Linked DNA regions of Pan troglodytes: region 2 is linked to region 1. A link is a contact called in public Hi-C data. All regions are on one chromosome and are shown on one strand. The core of a region is the stretch at or near the end of the contact, and the rest is flanking DNA. Distances in the headings are between cores, read along the strand shown.

Region 1 (3,520 bases), core at 393-2,892:
GGTTTTCGTGAAGGCTAAATGAGGTACTATTGGTAAAGTCTTAGGACATTGCTTGCTGGCACAGATTAATTATTTAGCACAGGAATGCAAATAATAAACAGTAATATTAAGAATGATAATCAGAATTTCATGCTTGCAGATGAGAAACCCACTGGGTTTGGGGTCCCAGAACTACGTTGGTCCCAGTAAGGACCCAGTGGGAGTGCCCACCTCTGTAACCAGAGTTACAGGGCAAACCAAAGAGTAAGGATGGTACTTCTCAAGTTTAAGCACCAGTCTGTGCATAACATCTCAGTCAGTAAGACAGGGCTCAGGGGCCTGACCAACACACTCGTGAACTTGGCCACTGCCATTCTGGTTTGGATTATCTCAGATGGCTTCTCTGGGCAACTTCCACTCTAAATTTGAAGCACACCTTGAGGGTGCTCATGTTGAAGTTCAAAGGAGTCTGGTAACTGATTAAAAATGTATTTCCCAGTTTGCAGCTCCTTCTGTTCTCTCTCTAAACAAGGAAATGGCCAGAAGCAGAGGGCCTCAGGAAGGTGACAGGAAAGGGCAGCCCAGGAGCAGGGTGGGGGTGGGGATGGGCAGTGTGTATTTTAGCTCAATTTGAGCCCTGTCTTGCCGACTCAGATATTATGCACAGACTGGTGCTTGAACTTGAGGAGCACCATCCTTATTCTTTGGTTGTAGATCTTGTGGGCCCAGAGCCCAACAGCTCTTGGCCATACCTGGCCTGGGTCAGTGCATGAGGCTGGGCATTGGAGGTTCGAAGATGTGCATGTGTTGGCTATGATTGAATGGATCCACTGCTTGCAGTTATCATTTAAATGATGATTGTTTAAATTATTCCTTGATCAGCATCTGACTGACTGGAGTCTCCAGTCTGGAACTGGTCTCCTAAAGTCACATTGCAGCCACCTAGAGCCCCTGGAGGCTGGAAGGGTTGAGCAGGAGTCTAGCAAGGCTTGCTGGAGTATAACTGCTCAGGGACACTGCCTGAATAAGGTCGCTCTTTGGAATTAAGAAAGAATAAAGCTGCATGGGCATATTATTTAAAAAAGCGTTGTGTTCTTTCAAAACAGAGTCCTGTGTGCAGGCCTTCAACAGACTGACACTGTGGATGATAATTCTTCATTGTTCAAATTTTTCCCAAAAACTCTGCTGAAATGTGGATCAGCAGCCACATCACAAAGATTCTCATTTGCTCCATTTGGAGAAACATAGAGTAGAGAGGTTGCCAGACAGCCTTGCAGCTTTGCAGCCTTGGTCAAGTTCTGGGCTTCTAGATGGGCATGGGATCTTGGGAAAGTTACTTCACCTTTCCAAGCCTCTGCTTTCTCTTCTACAAAATGGGGAAAATAATGCTTATTTCAGGGGTTTGCGAGGTGGATGAAAATAGGTACTGCAATTGTCCTTGGCACAGGGACAATGAACTCAGTAAGTGCTCAGTATAAGGCAGTTATTGATGGTGTTGATAGTAACATTTTATTAAATAATATAGTTGTGATAAAGAAGAAAAGTGATAGAGCCTTGAGGGGCATCAGGAACAGCAGTGTTCTGGGCTTACTAAACCATAGCTCCTTCAATCCTCACCCCATCCTGCCAGGTGGGTATTGTTAGGCATATGTGAAGTGGGTTGCATGTGTGAAGTGGCTTACATATTCAATGGCTAGGAAGCAAAGGAGCCAGGATTCAGACCCAGGGCTGTCTCACATGACAGCTCTTGCTGTTTCCTATAACAGTGCAGCACCCATCCCTTTCCCAAGTCACACAGAAAATTAGTCCATCAGCTGAGGTGTGGCTTGTTCTACTGGCCTCCCTCTGGGGAAAGCACAACCTCCCTTCTGGTTTAAGATGCTTTTGCTCTTATTTTCCAAGCATGTGCTTCAATCTCCCTGTATTCCTTCTTTACCTAATTAAGATGTACTCATTCTTTTCTAAGTGAGTTGAACTGTGACTTTTCTGATCTTCAGAGCTGGGCTAATGGACCTTCTTGAATTCCCAAACCAATTGCTAAACACAGCTCTTTCATCACACCTGCCTCTCTGGCTTGGAATAATCTATTTATAGATCTGTCTTCCTACTAGACTGTAAGCTCTTGGAGGGTTATGTTTATCCTTTTCCTCCAGTACCTAACATAGGGCCTGACCACTATAGAAGCTCCATATGTGTTTATTAAATTAAGCTAAACTTAAGTCGACTTGGAGATGTACTTTTGAAGTTCATGTTTTTCCTTTCCTTTATCTATAAATGTGAAAAAAAAACAGTGAGAATGATTTTGCTTTGATTATGGAACAGTGTTCATGTGAATGAATTTCATAATATTTCAATTAAATATTTCATAACTTAATTCCTAAATACATGTGCACACTGACCAAATGTGGCCCCAAAATATATTTAGTTTAAAGATTTCCAGCCAATACTTCAAGTTTTCCATGGTTTTCATGTTAAAAAAAAGTAAACCACACTCTGAAAAAAAAAAAAAAACTGAAGAAACACAAACTAAAAAAACTAGTAACTCCCTTTCTACTACCCTTTGATCTCAATTTCTAGTGACAGCTACTACTATTAATGTGGGTTATATCCTTTTAGACCAATATCATCCAACAGAACTCTCTGCGATGATGAAAATGTTCTGTAGCTATGCTAATTTCTACTAGCCGTTTGTAACTATTGAACTCTTGAAATGTGGGCAGTGTGATTGAAGAATTGAACTGTTAGTATAATGTAATTGCAATTAGATTTATATGCAAAAAGCTACATGATGTTGTGGTTGGCATGTTAGGAAGCACAGGTCTATCTCTTTGAATATGCAAGCCTATATTTTCAATATATACATATAGAATTTTTAAAACCACATTTATATTGGTCAAAAGGAATACCTGAAAACTGTTAGTGCCAGGAACTTGGTGGCTTTGCTCACCAGAGTTTGTTTGTAAGACCTAGTAGTAGTTTTGTCATTTTGTTCTAGGACCACAAGGGAATATGCTAAGAAAGATATGCACTAACAGGTGTGATGCTGGAAGTGGAATTCATGGTAGCTGAATTGCGACCTTTTGTTTCCTTTTTTCTTTTTAAGCTCTTAGTACAAAGAAATGCAGTCAGGTGGCAGAAGAATTTCCTTACTGTGAATGCTTTTAACTTTAAGGGATATTCTTTAAGAAGGTTAGAGAATTCTTTTCTCTAATGCTTATTAAAAATATCCTAAAAAGTCTTAATAATCTGGGGTGTTTAAGTATTAGTCATGCCCATACCAGGGGGGATGGGCCACGTGGTCTGTTCTACCAGCTTGATTCTGATAAATCACGGATTCCATTTATAAATCCTAGTGAGGTTTTTGGGAAAGAATCATTTTTCCTCTTTATGATGACAGTGAAAAAGCTGCTGAACAAATATGTATTAAATGTTGACTGTTTTTTAAAAATACCATGGTCAGGGGGATAACACAGTCTGTGTATCATCACAGCAGGAGGAGGGAAAGGCCCAGGTAGGCTCATAAACGCCACTGCCACGGTTC
Region 2 (3,520 bases), core at 260-2,759, 400 kb before region 1:
GGATCTGCCTTCACACAGTCCAGGCTCTGTCACTGACCAGGCAGATAGCATTGGACACCTGCCTGAACCTCTCTTCCCTTCCGCCCTTCAGATCCCTCATTTCCTCATTTTGGAGCCTCCTCTGGGGCACACGCTAAGACCTCTGGGCACATGGTCATCGCTATGACCAGCCCTGGCCCTCTCCTTTTGGGGGGCAATCAGTTACATGCTTCTTTTGGCACAGAGTTCATCTATATCCATGTTTGAAGTGATTGCCCGGACATGAATATAAGGGTCACTGCCTAACTCGCTGCAATAGTTAAAGGGAGTAACAAGAAGGGGGCCCTGCTGAGTGGTCTGGAGTGGGGTAAAATGAAAGGCAAACACACCGCCCTTGATGATTTGGACTCCTCTACAAGAGAGACTAATCTACTACATAGACTAGGACACATTCCACAGATGAGGAAACAGAGGCTCATAGAGAGTTCAACAACTGGCCGGGCGTGGTGGCTCACACCGATAATCCTAGCACTTTGGGAGCCTGAAGCAGGCGAATCACTTGAGGTCAGAAGTTTGAGACCAGCCTGGCCAACATGGTGAAACCCCATCTCTACTAAAACTACAAAAAAGTAGCTGGGCTTGGTGGGGGGCGCCTGTAATCCTAGCTACTCTGGAGGCTGAGGCAGGAGAATTGCTTGAGCCGGGGAGACGGAGGTTGCAGCGAGCCGAGATCGTGCCATTGCACACCAGCCTGGGGGACATAGTGAGACTCTGTCAAAATAAAAAATTCAAAAGTTCAACAACTTGTGCAGAGCCACTTGCTACCCGAGGACCCGTGACTCAAGCACATCGGTGTGGTTTAAAGTCCACCCTGTGGCTCCTCTCACGCTCCTCCTACCTCCGGGTCAAGGGGCGCTGATGTAAGGCATTCCGCTTGTGCCTTTCAAAATAAACAACTGCTTTCAAAAGACAAACGGAATTATACATAGACTAGGACAGTTGAAAAAATGCTGGATTCTGTCCCCGCAGGGAAGTGGCCGACCCGATGTGTGGAGGGGCTGGGAGCTGCCATGGCCCGCACAACCCGGCGCACCCCGCGGGCTTCACGCGTGGGCTTCACGCGTGGGACTCGCAGGCTCAGTCTGCAGGGGCGCTGCTGTCACCGCACCCGCCTCCCCAGCTCAGGCAGCCCAGGACTCCCTCTGGCTTATATGTAGTAAAAAACAAAGGCAGTGTCTGGTTCAGATCCAAGAAAGCCACAGCAGTGGCCACAGAGATGTTTCTCCAAGTCTCATATTGATGAATCCCAAGCATATTTGAACTGTTTGATACCCCCCATCTCCAAAGATGCTCTTTTTTAGCTAGTGTCCAATCCCTATATTACAGTTCCTAAACAAGAAACATTCCCCGTACTGAATCCACGTGGTTCTTTCCTCTTCAGCGCAGACAACGGAGGTGGAGATGGGCTCCGGTGCTCCCGCTGAACAGGGACGGTGCGCAGTCATTCCCCGCCTGCACCACGCGGTGGCAGCAGCAGCATGGGCTGAAGGGGCTGTTGGACGCGTTTGCAGCTCCGCCGGCTGAGAAGCCACTATTAAATGCCCTGCAAACTGGGCATTAATCCCCAGGCCCTCCACAAGTGTGGTGAGGGGAGTGTGGAGGGAGGGAAGGAGGGCAGTGGACAGTCAAGTCTTGGAGATTGTGCCTGATGGCTGAGTGTTCTGGAATAGGCCTGTTCTTTCTCTCATTGACAGGGGGAGCTAGAGCTGGCAGGAGAGGGCCAGGAATTTTTCTCTTGCTGACACTTTGCAACAGGTCTGGCCTTTGGACCCAGAACCCCATAAGACCAGGCCTGTTCTTTTGCCTATGAGACTTCCTCGTTCACAGAAGCTATGACTTCTAGACCAGGCATCGTTGACTTCTGGCCTCCTCCCTCTTCTTCTAAAATTTTCTCCAAAAAGCACACCCACTGGCCCCCCTGGTGTGTCCCCTCCAGCTCTGGTCCTCCAGGGCAAAGCCCAGACTCCTTCATGGGGTGTTTGGGGCCTATGCACCTTCACCCCGAGTTTTCATTCCTGCCAGTGCCTTATGTACATCCCGTCAACCTCCTTCCTGACCCTCATCTACAGAGGTCCACTCTCCCACCTCATACTGTCTCTTGTACCTTCCTCTCCACCTCTTCCTCTTCTGAAAGGGCCCCTCCCTAGTCAGTGTTTAACTCATGTTCTTGGAACCCTTCCCTGATGTCTGAACTGTTAATTATAACCTGTGCCACCTCCCTGGTGCCTGCAAACACTGCAAGACTTAACTCATCTCCTGCTCACAATGATTCAGTCATCTGGACAGATGAGGACACTGAGGCACAGATACATAAACTTGCCTGAGGTCCCAGAGCTAAGGAAGAGGCAATCTTAAATTGTCATCTCTGAGTAAACTCACATATTCTCTGCCTTGGAACTCAGAGACTGGGATTTTGCCACTATGTTTCTCTGTGACTGATTATGACCCAAACAATGTCATAACATCTTTTTTTTTGAAACATAGTCTCACTCCGTCACTCAGGCTGGAGTTCAGTGGCACAATCTCAGCTCACTGCAACCTCTGCCTCCCGGGTCCAAGCGATTCTCCTGCCTCAGCCTCCTGAGTAGTTGAGATTACAGGTGCACCACCACGCCCGGCTAATTTTTATATTTTTAGTAGAGACGCAGTTTCACCATGTTGGCTAGGCTGGTCTCGTACTCCTAACCTCATGTGATCTGCCTATCTCAGCCTCTCAAAGTGCTCGGATTTACAGGTGTGCACAACCACTCTCAGCCAATGTTTGTATTTTTAGTACAGATGGGGTTTTACCATGTTGGCCAGGCTGGTTTCAAACTCCTGAGCTCAGGTGATCCACCCTCCTTGGCATCCCAAAGTGCTGGGATTAGAGGCTTGAGCCACTGTGCCTAACCCCAAACAGGGTCATACATCTTGATTAGCAAAACAAGGAATGTGGAGAAGTGGTGAGGGTTGGGATCCCCGTTCTCGCACTTGCTAGCTGAGTGATTTCAGAAAGGTAACACACACACTTTCTCTTTCTCTCTCTCTCCATTTTTAAAGTGGTGGTAATACTAGTAAGACTATTGTGAGAATAGAGATTAGAGATATAATATAAATGTGTTCAGTTTACAGTAGAGTCTGTGAGTGCAGTATCCAGGAGTATTCCATAAAATGGAATACTCCTATAGCCAGGAACTCAGCATCAGTCACTGTAAATGCAAATACATGCAGCCATACCCGGATGACTCTGAGGTTTCTTTTCTTTTTCTTTTTTCTTTTTTTTTTTTCTGAGATGGAGTCTCACTCTGTCACTCAGGCTGGAGTGCAGTGGCATGATCTCAGCTCACTGCAAACTCTGCCTCCTGGGTTCACGCCATTCTCCTGCCTCAGCCTCCCGAGTAGCTGGGACTACAGGCACCTGCCACCACGCCCTGCTAATTTTTTGTATTTTTAGTAGAGACGGCATTTCACTGTGTTAGCCAGGAGGGTCTCCATCTCCTGA

Evidence for each region. A called contact is a pair of places that touch in the nucleus more often than the background predicts.
Region 2: a Hi-C map of induced pluripotent stem cells shows a contact between it and region 1, with 2.1 times the contacts expected there. The contact joins two enhancer-like sites. A contact is called at or near these places in 2 of 7 Hi-C or Micro-C datasets (induced pluripotent stem cells and stem cell-derived neural progenitor cells).

The regions. Positions count from the first base shown.
Region 1 is chr6:47,041,458-47,044,977 of NHGRI_mPanTro3-v2.0_pri, reverse strand. No RefSeq gene overlaps it. Among named protein-coding and RNA genes, the nearest start is that of GLI3, 120 kb to the left of the region's middle. Within about 2 kb of position 1,642, at least 1 of the 24 cell types and tissues checked has an H3K27ac peak or open chromatin away from gene starts, as enhancers often do. A contact at or near this core is called in induced pluripotent stem cells, where this site is marked.
Region 2 is chr6:47,442,745-47,446,264 of NHGRI_mPanTro3-v2.0_pri, reverse strand. No RefSeq gene overlaps it. Among named protein-coding and RNA genes, the nearest start is that of INHBA, 240 kb to the left of the region's middle. Within about 2 kb of position 1,509, at least 7 of the 24 cell types and tissues checked have an H3K27ac peak or open chromatin away from gene starts, as enhancers often do. A contact at or near this core is called in induced pluripotent stem cells, where this site is marked.